Regions from separate parts of the Mus musculus genome. Here region 1 is linked to region 2. A link is a contact called in public ChIA-PET data. All regions are on one chromosome and are shown on one strand. Each heading gives the region's core, a stretch centred on a gene start, on an enhancer-like site or on the middle of the called end of the contact. The rest is flanking DNA. Distances are from core to core; before and after follow the strand shown.

Region 1 (6,448 bases), core at 3,483-5,982, 34 kb after region 2:
CAGAGGCGCTGGACCTTCCTGGAACTGGGGTTTCAGGCAGTTGTGAGCCACCCAACATGGGTGCAGTGAGGCAGGCTTCAGTGCTCTGAAAGGCCAGAATGCATTCAGAACTGCTGAGCCATCTCTTCAACCCCCGAGGATTTTTCCATACCTATAATCCCAACACTTAGGCTAAGGAACTCATGGATTGTGAGTTCAAGACCAGTTTGGGCTACATAGTAAATTTTAAGCTAGCCTGTGTAAATAAATGAATAACCGCACTGGAAAAGAAAATGATCACTATATTTTGTTTTATTACTTACATAAAATTCTCTTTAGAAAGTTGATGGTTCTGTTTATTTTTCCACTAGCGTGTTTTTGTCAGAATTGTTTAGGGTATCAGTGTAATTGCATATGAAGTTATTCTTACACAACAAAAGGAACCTGACTTTTTATTTTTAAAAAGGCTGGATTTACCACTGGGATGTGTGTCATCGTGCTGATGGGCCTTCTAACACTTTACTGCTGCTATAGAGTGGTGAAGTCACGGAGTACGATAAGTAAGTAGAGACAGGTTTTTGTGGGAAATAATGCACTCTCCTATGAGGCAGATCCTACTGTGTACATTCTATATATGTGTCTCCTTCTACCTTTTCTGTGTGTGTGTGTGTGTGTGTGTGTGTGTGTGTGTGTGTGTGAGGGTAAAGGACAGCTTGAAGGTATCAGTTTTCTCCTACTGTGAGGTTCTCTGGAATAGCAGCTCCCTAACTTAAGCTCCTGCTGGCCCCAGCTGGCTCGCTCTGAAATTCTGGGCTGAGCATTCTTTGGAGAAGACAATTATATTATATTATATTATATTATATTATATTATATTATATTATATTATATTACATTATATTAGGGCGTGTGTCTTTTAGGGCCTAGACAGGCATGGTTTTCCTTCAGCCATATTAGCAAATGCAAACCAACTTCTAGTTGTTTCTGTCTAAGCAGCTCCTTTCTCCAGTTAAGCAGAGTCTGTCACTGGGGAGTTTGTTGTCACTGTTTGAGATCTTGGGAGAAGCCTTGTTTAAAAGCCATTCAGTCTCCTGGTTGAGTTTGTTTAGCCTTTGGTTTCTGTGGGTTTTGTGCTGACTGAAAGGGAAGAGAGCTCTTTATACAAATGCAGAGAGTGGGAATTTTACTTCAGGCTGTCTGCCTGGCAAGCCTCCTCTGCCTGCTACAGAGCAGGTAATGCCTGCCTTTCCTAAACTCTTCCATTTAAAGGAATGAACTTGCATCAGTTCATTTTACAAAGACAGCACAAGCCTAATACAAGGCCGCACAGGACAAAAAAATAAAAGAAAAACAAACTTACAAAATGTTTGAATCAGTAGTGTAAAAAAATAATATCCTGTGTTTAAAATAGGATGTGTTTAAAATGTGTTTATTCTAGCGAGGGGGGAGGACACTTTGTTATTAGGAAGCCAAACACAGTTCACTGCACTAACAAAATCAAGGTAAAGTCCAGCGTTGCATCAATTGTCAGCCACCCCACAAAAACAGCCATCGGATGGTGGCAAGCATCCTTTATCTTGTAAAGCTCTAAGGAAAGCGCGACTTACACAAATTACAGTTTCTGTATCCCAAACCAGGACCAGCAGCTCTACAGTGATAAAATGCCTAGAGCTGTTTCCATTTAAGTCAAAGAAGAGGAGGAGGAGGAAGAAGGGGAGGAAGAAGAAGAGGAAGAAGAGGACGAAGTCCTAGGAAATGCTCATGATGACTCCTAGCTGTCTGACATAGTATCAATACACCAAAGAATGTTGAGCTATCATAAAAACTAGAACAGACTAATAATTACAGCAAAAGAATGCATCACAATGCCGACTTGTGCGATTAGAATTAATAAGAATCTGAAAGTTAACTGCCTACGAAATCAAGAATCAGCAGCTAGAACTACAGTGCAGAGAGCATTATTCCACTCACCACAGCAGTCAACTCTAAAGGACGTAGATAAAATTTAGCGAGAGAACACATTTGATGGGAAAAAAAAAATAGTCTACCTCAACACAAAGAATAAAATCTGCGCAAGTAAGAAAAACATGCCATGTGGTTTGGAAGATTCAGTATGGCAAGCCACAAAAAGCCACATGTATAAATTCAGTCCCATTTCAAACAGAGCCAGGGAAATTAAGGAGGAAAAAGAAGTGGTGTGGAAGAATGAGACCGACCAGGTACTGAGACATACTATGGAGCAACCGTAATAAAGCAGAGGACGACTGCCTTAGAGACAGGAATACCAGAGAGGACGGACGGGATAGACAGGCGGCTGCTGCTTAAAAGCTCTTACTGCTCTTCTAGAGGACCCAGGTTTGGTTCCTGGCACCTACATCTCGTAGCTCTCTGACCTCTAGTTCTTGGAGATCAAATGCCTTGATCTGACCTCAGGGACTACATGGTAGAGAAATTCAGGCAAAACATCCATACACATGGAATAAAAATGTTTAATCTTTATAAAATTAGACTGGAAAAGGAAACATGAATCTCAGGTTTATGAGTTTAATGTCATATTTGATGTCTGTTAAACTGAGTATCTGCTCTGTGTGTGTGTGTGTGTGTGTGTGTGTGAAAGTGTCTGTGTGTGTGTGTCTCTCTGTGTGTGTGTCTGTGTGCCTGTGTGTGTGTGACTCTGTGTATGTGTGTGTGTGTGTGTCTGTGTGTGTGTGTCTGTGTGTGTGTGAGTGTCTGTGTGTGTGTGTCTTTGTGTGTGTGTGAGTGTCTGTGTCTGTGTGTGTGTGTGAGAGTGTCTGTGTGTGTGTCTCTCTGTGTGTCTGTGTGTGTGTGACTCTGTGTGTGTGTGTGTGGGGGGGAACTCTGTATGATACCTTATACAAAAATATACTCCAGATGGCATTCTAACTAAAATATGAAAAAATAAATCCATAAAGATATTAGAAAAGAGCCGGGCCTTTAATCCCAGCACAGGCGGATTTCTGAGTTCAAGGCCAGCCTGGTCTACAGAGTGAGTTCCAGGACAGCCAGAGCTATACAGAGAAACCCTGTCTTGAAAAACTCAAAAAATAAAAAAAAAGATATTAGAAAAGATGTAGGAGATTGCACATATAAACTAGCAATTGAGATTTTTCCTGATCAATGCAGACGATATAGCATCTTTAAAAGAAGTATATCACAAAATCGCAGGTCATTACCAGAAATCATCCTGGTAAGGTAATCAAGAGGACATTTGTAGGAGCCACATCCCTCCAAGGTGGAGTCCGTGCTTTAGGTAACCTGCAGAGAAAACAAATCCATGACTACCGTGTATAGCAGTTACGGTGAAACTCTCCACCCGGACATTAACGATACAACTGCTAATCAACGAGATGGCTCTCATCCGTCATTCATGAAGAAAAGTTCCTGTGCTGTATCTATAGATAAGCTTGTTATCTGTATTCTTCAGAGTCCAGCATGATTGGACATTTATAGGCTAAAAGTGTTTTTATCCTATCTTTGAGGTGGTTTATTTTTATTCTAGACACCCCAATGTTTATAAGAATGCTATTGGAGTAGAACCATAAAAACACATATATTGGACAAGATTTGGGGGCTAGGTCAGTACTTTACTGCTCCTACGTATATACTACCATATAATACACACAGACAGACACATTATATCCCTCATTTCTCTCCACCCCCACCCCTGGGAAACAAGATGAGTCATAAAGTAACTATAATTTGAGGGCAGTTAAAATAACCTTGTCTTAGACCTCTTTGTGTTCTTATTCCTTACTGAGATATTGAAACAAAGAAATTGCTATCGCAATAATCCAACCATAGAAATATAAGTATTTTTGTGTATGTTCTTATGTAAATGTCTTTGTATTCTTTTTATCATAAATTCTTAAATATTTTTGTTCTTTCTTATACAAATGTCTTTGTGTTCTTTTATCATTTAGTATGTTTTCTTACAGTCTTGGCTCCCACTTCATCACTTTTTTTTTAAGTGAACTTTATGGGTGCAGTCACCATTATTACCTTTGTTTGTTGTTTGGTTTGTTGAATGACTGTGCATTATACCTTGTGGCTCTGTTGTATTGATTAACAGTTGTGGACTGCTGCATGATTACACCCTGGTCTGTTGTTTACTATCCTAAGAGATACCCTTCTAAAATAATGTATGCATATTTTATGTATTCTTTTGGATTGCTTCATTTAAATTTTGACCCCAAAGGGGGAAAAGTCATGGGCTGGAGATATGGCCAAGTGGCAGAGCACATACTTAGCATGTGCAAAGCCATTTGGGTTCAATCACCAGTTCGGAAGGAATGGAGGGAGGGAGGGAGGGAGGAAGGAAGGAGGGAAGGACAACCACTAAATTTAAATTTATTTCTAAGAGTTGTAGTAATTTCCAGTGGTTCCAGCTATACATGAATGATAGGCTGCTTTGAAGCATGTTATTTTGTGTTTCCAGTTTTGTTCTGTTCTGTTTTCTTTTCTTTTTTTTTTTTTTTCTTTTTGGCAGGGTTTCTCTGTATAGCCCTGGATGTCCTGGAACTCACTCTGTAGACCAGGCTGGCCTCGAACTCAGAAATCCGCTTGCCTCTGCTTGCAAAGTGGTATGGCTTTCTTTAAGTGTATTGTTTGTTCGTCCTCTCTTCCCAGTTGTCCGTGAGTCTTTATAGTTTATGAGTGCCTTTATAGTTGTTCTCAGTACCCTCTATGACGTTGCTGTTAGTTTCCTGTCTACAAGTTCCTGTGGCTTCCTTTCTCACTCTGTCTGAATGGCTTCTGTGAGACTTTCTGTTTCCCTGTTACCGTTTCCTCAGTTCAGAGACAGGCTAGCCTTTCATCTGAGACTTCAATGCTGTGACTGTAATGTGTTAATCTTGTGCTGTTGTTTTTGTCTTGCTCTGTTTATGTTTTTCATGCTGTTCAGAAACTCACTGTGTAGCCCAGGCTGGCCTGGAGTTTTCCTGTTTCTGCCTCAGCATCCTGAAGTCTAGAATTACAGGTGTGCGTTTCCATGCTTTACTTTTAAATTCTTAACTTAGTTATCTAACATTTAAATTGGCTTATAGCATAAAATATGACTCAAGGCAGCTTTCACTCATGTCAAACAGTGCTTAACTGTTACGTAGAGTTTTAAATGAACTGACGGGGTGATGTACGCCTGCAATCCCAGAAACCTGGGAGGTTGAGGATTGCTGTGAGTTTGGAGTTAGCGTGGGCTGTGTAGCAAGACACCGTCTCCTTACAACTAAAAAGAGAGTGTGTGTTCGATTTCCTTCTAATTAGTTTTCCCACTCTTGGTTATCACATGCTCTAATTCGTTATAAAAAGTTAGGATCCTAGTTGTTTCTCTGATTATGCTATTTCACTGAACAGATTTCTATTTTATTGTATAATATTTTATTGCTATTTTTTTCCATAATGTGTTCTTGTATTTGTTGGTAAAGTAGCCACACTATTTTGCTAAATATTTTGAGTTAATTGGGGGAAATCAAATTATGAATGTGGAGTGTATAACAGTACCTAGTCTCATTCTTTCTCTTTCATTTTTATCTAGGTACATCGGACACGAGTACCTGGGAATATCCAGATGTCTGCAAACATTATTTTGGCTCCTTTGGGCAATGGTCAAGTCTCCTTTTCTCCTTGGTGTCGCTCATTGGAGCAATGATAGTTTATTGGGTGCTTATGTCTAATTTTCTTTTTAATACTGGAAAGTTTATTTTTAGTAAGTATTGGTCTAGCCTTTAACACAGTTACTCTCAAATATCATTGTAATATTTTAGTTCTAGCCTCACATTTTTTTATGTAAAGTATTATAAATCCTGGATAATGCACTTGATTAGGCTTTTCTATGCTCAAATGTTGTGTGTATAAACATGAATTTTTTACATAGATAATGGGTTTCATTCTGACATTTTCATAATGTATTTCAATCATATGCACTTCCTGTTCATTCATATGCACTTCCTGTTCAATCATATGCACTTCCTGTTCAATCATATGCACTTCCTGTTTAATCATATGCACTTCCTGTTCGATCATATGCACTTCCTGTTCAATCATATGCACTTCCTGTTCGATCATATGCACTTCCTGTTCGATCATATGCACTTCCTGTTCGATCATATGCACTTCCTGTTCAATCATATGCACTTCCTGTTCAATCATATGCACTTCCTGTTCTGCTCCCCTTTTCCCCTTTCCTCCTCCCTGCTAGACTCCTCCTACTTTGATGCCTTTCTTTTTGTCCCCCAGTGAGTTTCACTGGGGTTGCTCACATCATTTCCAGGAACATGGGTGAGAGCTTGTCTGCTCACGCACCCACGCTTCAGCAGTGTCTGCACCACTGGACAGCCACACTGTCTCTCCCTCCCCATCAGGGGTTGCCTGTTGGAAGTGTCTTGACCATCCAGCCTTAGGAAGTTAGTCACAACTGCTGTGCATTCAGAGTGCACAATCATATCATGCCCAGAAG
Region 2 (6,809 bases), core at 3,167-5,666:
GGGCTTGCACAGACCTCCAGGTGCCTTCCAAAGCCAACAGCCTCTGGTCGTGAACTGTAGAAAGAATCACCAGAGGGACCTGCCCTGGTTCCTGCTCCAGAACTGTGGCTCTGAGTGTCACAATGCTGAGCCCACAGCCGGTGCTGTGGCAGTAAGGCAAACTGAGACAACTTCCTCATGGTGCAGAGCATAACTGTGACAGATGTCAAGGTCTTGAGCTCCATCCGTGAACCCTGGTCCAGGATAGTTGTGCTGCTACAGGTTGGGAACCGGTGGTAGCAACGGTCCCTCAGAGACTAGTACTAAGGCTGGCCCTGAGCTGCAAGGCACAGTCCTTGCTTTCATGTTGTGCCATCCAGTAGGTGGAGTTTTGATTTCCATTCTAAAAGCTGCAGTTGTCAGAAAGATTCCTAACTGTAGTACTGGCCATCTATCACAGGTCCAGCAGCAGCATCTGCAGGTACAGGGCCACGGGATGCATAGGGTTCCACCCAGAACTGACATCACGGTGATAAGTTCTTACTGCTTCAAGTCTGTGGTCAGGATTTAATTCCTTCTCCATCCCCAAAGTGGAGGTATCATTCTCCATGAAGCTTGGAATTGTGGGAGGGGAAATCTGGGCCTTGGCATCTTTTCAGTGAGTCTTTTCCTGTTACAGTAAAATCAGAACACTATGATGTTTGTTTTTTTCCACCTTACTTCTTTAGCTCTTTTGAAGATAGTGTGGTACAGGAAACTCTGCCAGGGGTGTCCAACCTTATGACACTATGACCTGATGCTGTTATCTACAAATGTGTTGGGCCTCACATAAGCTATTATGGGATGCATGGTACCCTAGGGCCTTAGGCTAGGCTAGACACACCAGTTAGTGCATCAGTAGGGAGGTAGGTAACCGGCGTGTGATCTTACCTAGCTACCTCCTTAAAGAGGACAACATTTAAACACACTGGGCCAACTTTATACCACAAAGCAAAGACCTCCAAGAACCATGTGCTGGTTGATGTATCACAGTGGGAAATACAAAACGCTACATGTAGAGGTTTGATTTCAAACTCAACTTCAGCTTTAATCAAATTCTTAGACTTAACTCCCAGTTCATGGCAAATAGAAGAAACAGAAGATGTTATGTCTCAGCACAGATGCAGAGACAATAAAATACAAAATTCAGGAAATGTTACTGGGAAAAAATGTCTCAGGAGAGAAGAGACAAATCAAACACGTGTGGGTCCAGAGTCTTACCAGCTATAAAGTTTATAATACAAAGCAAGAAACTGGGCCAGGCATGGTGGCACATGTCCTTAATCTAGCACTCAGGAGGCAGAGGTAGGCAGATCTCTATGAGTTTGAGACCAGTCTTTGTCTACAAAGCATGTTCTAGGCCAGTTCAGAGTTACATAGTGAGAACCGATCTCAAAAACAAAAATTGAGATATTTATTTTGAGTGTGTGTGAAGGCATGCTTTTTTATGTGGGAGCATGTGTGTATGTTTATATGCATGGAAGCCTGGAACATCCTCGGTGTCCTTCCTTGGGAGCCATCCATCTCATTTTCTGAGGCAAGGTCTCTCACTGATCAGCTGGCTAGCCTGGCCAGCCAGTGAGCCCTGGGGCTTCACCTGTGTCTGTATCTCCAGCATTGGTATCACCAGCACATGCCATCATGAGTCTGGGCTTTTTCTTATGATGTGGTTTTGGGGGATTAAATCCAAGTCTCTGTGCTTTGTGGGGAAGCACTTTTCCAACTGAGCTATCTCCACAGCTTCAGGAAATATATTAACTGACTAGATACTAAACAATGTTAAGCGAATATTCATGTTTTAGGTATGCTGATATGGAGGTTATGACTTCTTAAAAACAGTCTCTGTATTTTAGATATACCAAGATGTGGTTATAGAGGACATGAGACTTGGTTCTTTATTATTTGTTTTTTTTTTTTTATGAGTAATGGAAACATAGAGGTTCCCCATACTTTCTACATCTGTATATAGCTAAACTTTCCACAAAAACAGATGAAAAAACTAGGCCCGGTGATTCAGGTTCTACTACTACTGCTACTACTACTGCTGCTGCTGCTGCTGCTACTACTAGCATTTAGGTGGCAAAAGGGTCATAAGTTCAAGGCCATCCTGGGTCACAGGGCAAGTTCTGGGTCAATGTGGGATACAGAGACTGTAATTAAAAATATAAAAATAAATAAAAATAAAAACCAAACAGTCATGAAAAACTGTACTCTCCTCCCTGGCTTTTCCTGGCTGTTCTCGTCTACTGCTCCGAGCAAATCATTCTGAATCTTCCCTTTAGAGGCCTCCTTCTCTGCTTGACCATTACATGTTCCTGGGTATTGTGTGTAGGGCATTTTCTTTATTGCTGATTGATGTAGGTGGGCCCAGCCCATTGTGGGTGGTACCATCCCTGGGCTGGTGGTACTGGGTTATGTAAGAAAACAGGCTACACAAGTCATGGGGAGCAGCCCAGTCAGCAGTACATGATGGCCTCTACACCAGCTCCTGCCTCCAGGTTCCTGCCCTGTTTGAGTTCCTGTTCTGACTTCCTTTGCTGATGAAAACTGATATAGCCAAATAAACCCTTTCCTCTCCGACTTGCTTTTTTTTTTTTCAGCAATGGAAACTCAAGCTAAGTGTGTCTTAGAATTTGTTCTCAATTGTTGATCTATCTGTATCTTGAGAAATTTTTAAATCTTATTCTATAGTACATGAATGTATTATTAAGGATTTCTTAGTGGGAAACCTGGCACAGTACTAGTCTGTTTATTTCTTGCTTGAACTGAGACCTTGTGCCTGTAGCTATGACTATGTGTTCAAATATTTGGACAAGCACTGCCCTGTGAGCCAAGAAACCATGAAACCAAGGTTTTGCCCATAAAACCAAGGTAAAACCTTGTAGGAAACCTTCAAGAACACTAGGCAGTTACAATTTCTTGAGAAGGTCTCTTCTCCCTCTGGTGCCAGTGACCTTCGTCAAGAATGTAGACTGCCATCTTTAAGGTCACCACTACCTGAAAGTGGGAGTTGGCCAGAGCTGCCTTATCAAATTCAGCAATTTTGTTACTGTGGTTTTAAGTATCTCTCCAGCAGTTGTAAGGTGCTTATTTATTTTGCTCTTTCCAATCTTGACTAAAACTGTTTTCTCAGACTGGAATTCAGGAAAAAAAGAAAAAAGAAAGGAAAAAGAAAATTTTCCTATTACAGAGACTTACAAAAATCATGTATCATTCATTTTCAAATGCAGATGCAGATGTACAGCCAGATGCAGTTGTAAGCCTTTTGGAACAAGAACACTGTCAACAAAATAACTTGTATCTCCCTAAAAGGCACCATTCACTACTACTTGCAATTTTAAGCCCTCAGTATCAGAGCGGATATTTAGAAGAGTTTGAGAGCAGAGTTTGGAAGACCTTGGTTTGAATTCCAGATATTTTGCCACTTGAAAGTCTGTCTAGCCTTGCCATGTCACAACTTTTCTAAGACTGTTTCATTATCGGTAAAAATAGGTAAAACATGAAGTTTCCAAAGACTTTACAAAATGATAAATGTAAAATTCTTGGAATTCATTACTATTTGATAAGTTTAGGTCTTGGGGTCTTGATCACATTACAGCACATTGCTTTTGAATGTTAGCTTTCTTTATAGAGCCCTGGTTTTAAGACATGCCATATCAGTCTTAGGGATCTTACCATGAGATGACTTCATTACCAACATACATTGACTTTAGGTGGGGTGGGGAGGGGAGGGACAGGGGGAGGGCCAGGGGGAGAGAGAGACCCAGACCTGGCACTGGTGACACTCGCCTTTAATATCAGCACTCAGGAGGCAGAGGCAGAAGCAGGCAGATCTTTTGAGTTTGAAGCTAGCCTGGTCTACAGAGTGAGTTCCAGGACAGACAGGGACACACAGAGAAACTGTCTCGAATAACAAAACAAAAAACAAACCAAAACAAACACAAAACAAACAAGAAGACCACAGGAGAAAAATCAATGCTCATTAACAACTCCCCCATTCCACCCCAATCCAGCTTCCCTCGGGATCCAAGGGCGTGACCTAAGAACATAACACGAGCCAGGAAAGCCTGAGAAAAACGTCACCAGGGACGTCAGGCACATCATCTTGTTCTCACGTGGCCTGTGATGCTGTAAAGCACCTAAAGAGATCTCTTCTTTTTCTCTCTTCCTAGGTAGTTCGGGAGGAGAAGACAACCCAGCCGGTCAGATGTTCGAGCACCTGCTCAGCGACCCCGCCTCCGGAGCTGGAGGGCGGGGTTCTTTGATAGGCTGGCCGGCTGCTGCAGAGCCCTCTGGGAGTTGTAGTTTCAGATGGCGGCGCTTTCACAGAAGCGGTGGACTGTGTTTTCCTAGGACTCCATCCCCCGCCATCCCCCGCGGCCTAAGCCGTTGCCTCTTCCTGTTTAGAGGACTATTCTCTCTAAGCCGCTGCCAACTGAGAGGTCTGTGAAAGGGTCTTCGCCTCCTGCTCTGGTTTTCCGACGTAGAGGGATTGGCCTGCTGAGGTAGACACGTTCTCGCTCCTGGCAAACTCACCCTGGGACAGTCCAAGAGGGAGCCCAGGCGAGGAAGGAAGGGCTGAGTTTGCAGCCATCGGGCTGTCAGCACGGAGGGGTCTTTGGGATGCCGGGAGAGCCAAGCCCCGGGCTAGGGACACTGCTCCAGAGTGGCGCAGGTCCCTCGAATGGGTCAAGTACGGGGAGTCCGCGGGAGCTGAGAAAGTCTGGGTCTGCTGGGAAAAGGCAGGAAGGGTTACAGCAGATGAACACCCGAAGCCGGGGTGAGAGGACTGTTGGGATTATTGCAGGGATAGAGAAAGATCTAGAGAGGAGAATTGGGAGCGGAAGCCCCTGCTGTGCCTACCACACTGGTGTTTGACTCTGACTCACTTGTGCTGGGACAGGTGCTGGAAGATGCAACCCAGGGCTGGGCAATGAAGTCGCTCTACCACCAAGCTACTTCCCCAGCCCATGAGTGACTGACTGCTCTAATTGTGGGTGGCAATGCTGTGTTGGCTGTCTTGAAATACTGGAGTTGTGAGGCAGCTAGTCAAACGTTTTCTCCTCGGTTTACAAATCAGGATGTCTTAAAAATTGAAGACATCTGCTTATCCATCAGTCAGTTATTAGCCAACTTGCCCAAAACCTAATTGTAAGGATCCCCTGGCAGTGCCTCATTTATTGTTGAGGTCACTCTCTGTTTTCCTATTCCATGCCTTCAAATATAACAAAGAAGTGGCATGTGGAGTACCAGACAAAAGTTTTTGTTTGTTCGCTATTTATTTGGGGTTTTGTTATTTGTTTTCAACAGAACTTTTCAGTAGATCAAAAGAAACTTGTAAATTAAAGAGAAACCTGTATGCCTTGTAAACAACTACAATCAGATAGACATGGGGCAAGCCTGTAAGCCCAGGACTTAGGTGAGCCAGGGGAACGGATGGTCTCCAGTTTAAATAGTGAGACTTAAAATCTGAAACCCAGGGCTAGAAAAATGGCTGGTCTCTAAAGTGCTGACCTTGCAAGCATGAAGACCCAGCGTGTATATGGGTCATTGCACCTTTGTAAAAAAAAAAAAAAAAAAAAACAGGTGTTATGGTGCACATAGTGATGTCCAACACTAGTGATATAGGAAAAAGGAAAAAAATTATAAGAGGTTAAAAATTTTTAGCAGGCCTGTGTTTTTATAATACATTTAAACTTTAGTGCTTTGCTAGTAGTTTTTGGTTTGTTTATTTGTTTGTTTGTTTTAATCTAAAACTCAACTTCAGAAAATCTAGTGTTGCTCATCTAGGAAAAGGAGAAGTTCTTTGTTGTCATAGTATTGCTTTGGTGCTTTCTAGACTACGTTGTGTCCATCACTGCCAGATTTTAACATTCTTTGAAGCATTAGTTAAGCAGAGTAGAAAAATGCGCCTCCCCCTCCTCCGCCCTGTAACATCAGAATTGTAGAATTATGGCTATTAGCTATTAACACACCGGTAAAGTCTTCATAAAGAAGGAATATATGTGTGTTAGTAGACCCTAGTGGACTTATAGAGAAAAGAGATACACGTGTAATAACTGCATCTACCAGGCTGCTGTTTTTGAATGACACAATTCCCTTTTTTTTAATACTACAGAGGTAGATAAACTCTTACCAAAATATCGCCTGCTGATGTCTGTTTTCCTTTTAAAAAGTGTTATTAGAATACAACCATGTATACTCATTTCCATACTATCTGTCATACTAAAAGGCAGAGCTGAATAATTCCAGATGCCCAGTGGCTTAAACAATTTCTTTCTGCCCCATTATAGAAAAAGTCTCTCTATGCCTAATAAACAATATAACGTATCTTAAATTTTATCATATATGTAAATGTATTAGATAATAACTAATATCAGCCTTTGAGAAAGAACATAAACTCCTTGGATGTTTATGTCCATAGAAATATTTATCTTACCACAACCTAGTGTGTTCTGCAAATTGATGCTAGCATCTTAGCATAGGTACTATAGATTCAGTTATGGATAATTATAGGGAGGGTGTTAGAACACCTAGGCCCTTCAGGTCATAACTAGAGAACACTTCAGGCAAGCAAGTCCCATCTCTGACCATGCTACCACCAAGCACAGCAAGCCCCAGCTCCTCGCTGCCTGGGGTTGGAGTCAACTTATAGTCACACATTAATCAGCCATCCTTTCCTTTCTAGTATCTCTGTGACTTTTAGCATACCTATGCAGGTCATAGATTAACTTAGAGCCCCATCCTCTTTAGAGACCTGTAGGAGTGGGGATGTACCAGGTGAGGCTTTA

What was found. ChIA-PET counts read pairs in DNA pulled down with a chosen protein or histone mark.
Region 1: a contact with region 2 is called in an RNA polymerase II ChIA-PET map of memory CD8 T cells, with 8 read pairs. The contact joins the enhancer-like site here to the promoter of Slc38a9 in region 2. A contact is called at or near these places in 5 of 39 promoter capture datasets (the HPC-7 cell line, HPC-7-derived erythroid cells, cranial neural crest and 2 more), 2 of 484 Hi-C or Micro-C datasets (embryonic fibroblasts and rod photoreceptor), 3 of 115 datasets of contacts at active chromatin or transcription factors (the SCID.adh cell line, embryonic stem cells and memory CD8 T cells) and 2 of 9 other capture datasets (adipose tissue and liver).

What each region holds. Positions count from the first base shown.
Region 1 is chr13:112,689,714-112,696,161 of GRCm38.p6, forward strand. It overlaps Slc38a9 (solute carrier family 38, member 9), which reads left to right. Exons shown (of 15, transcript NM_178746.4): 6 at 446-539; 7 at 5,528-5,698. Among named protein-coding and RNA genes, the nearest start is that of Gm52034, 20 kb to the left of the region's middle. Within about 2 kb of position 4,733, at least 23 of the 459 cell types and tissues checked have an H3K27ac peak or open chromatin away from gene starts, as enhancers often do. A contact at or near this core is called in memory CD8 T cells, where this site is marked.
Region 2 is chr13:112,656,350-112,663,158 of GRCm38.p6, forward strand. It overlaps Slc38a9 (solute carrier family 38, member 9), which reads left to right and starts at 4,417. Exons shown (of 15, transcript NM_178746.4): 1 at 4,417-4,523.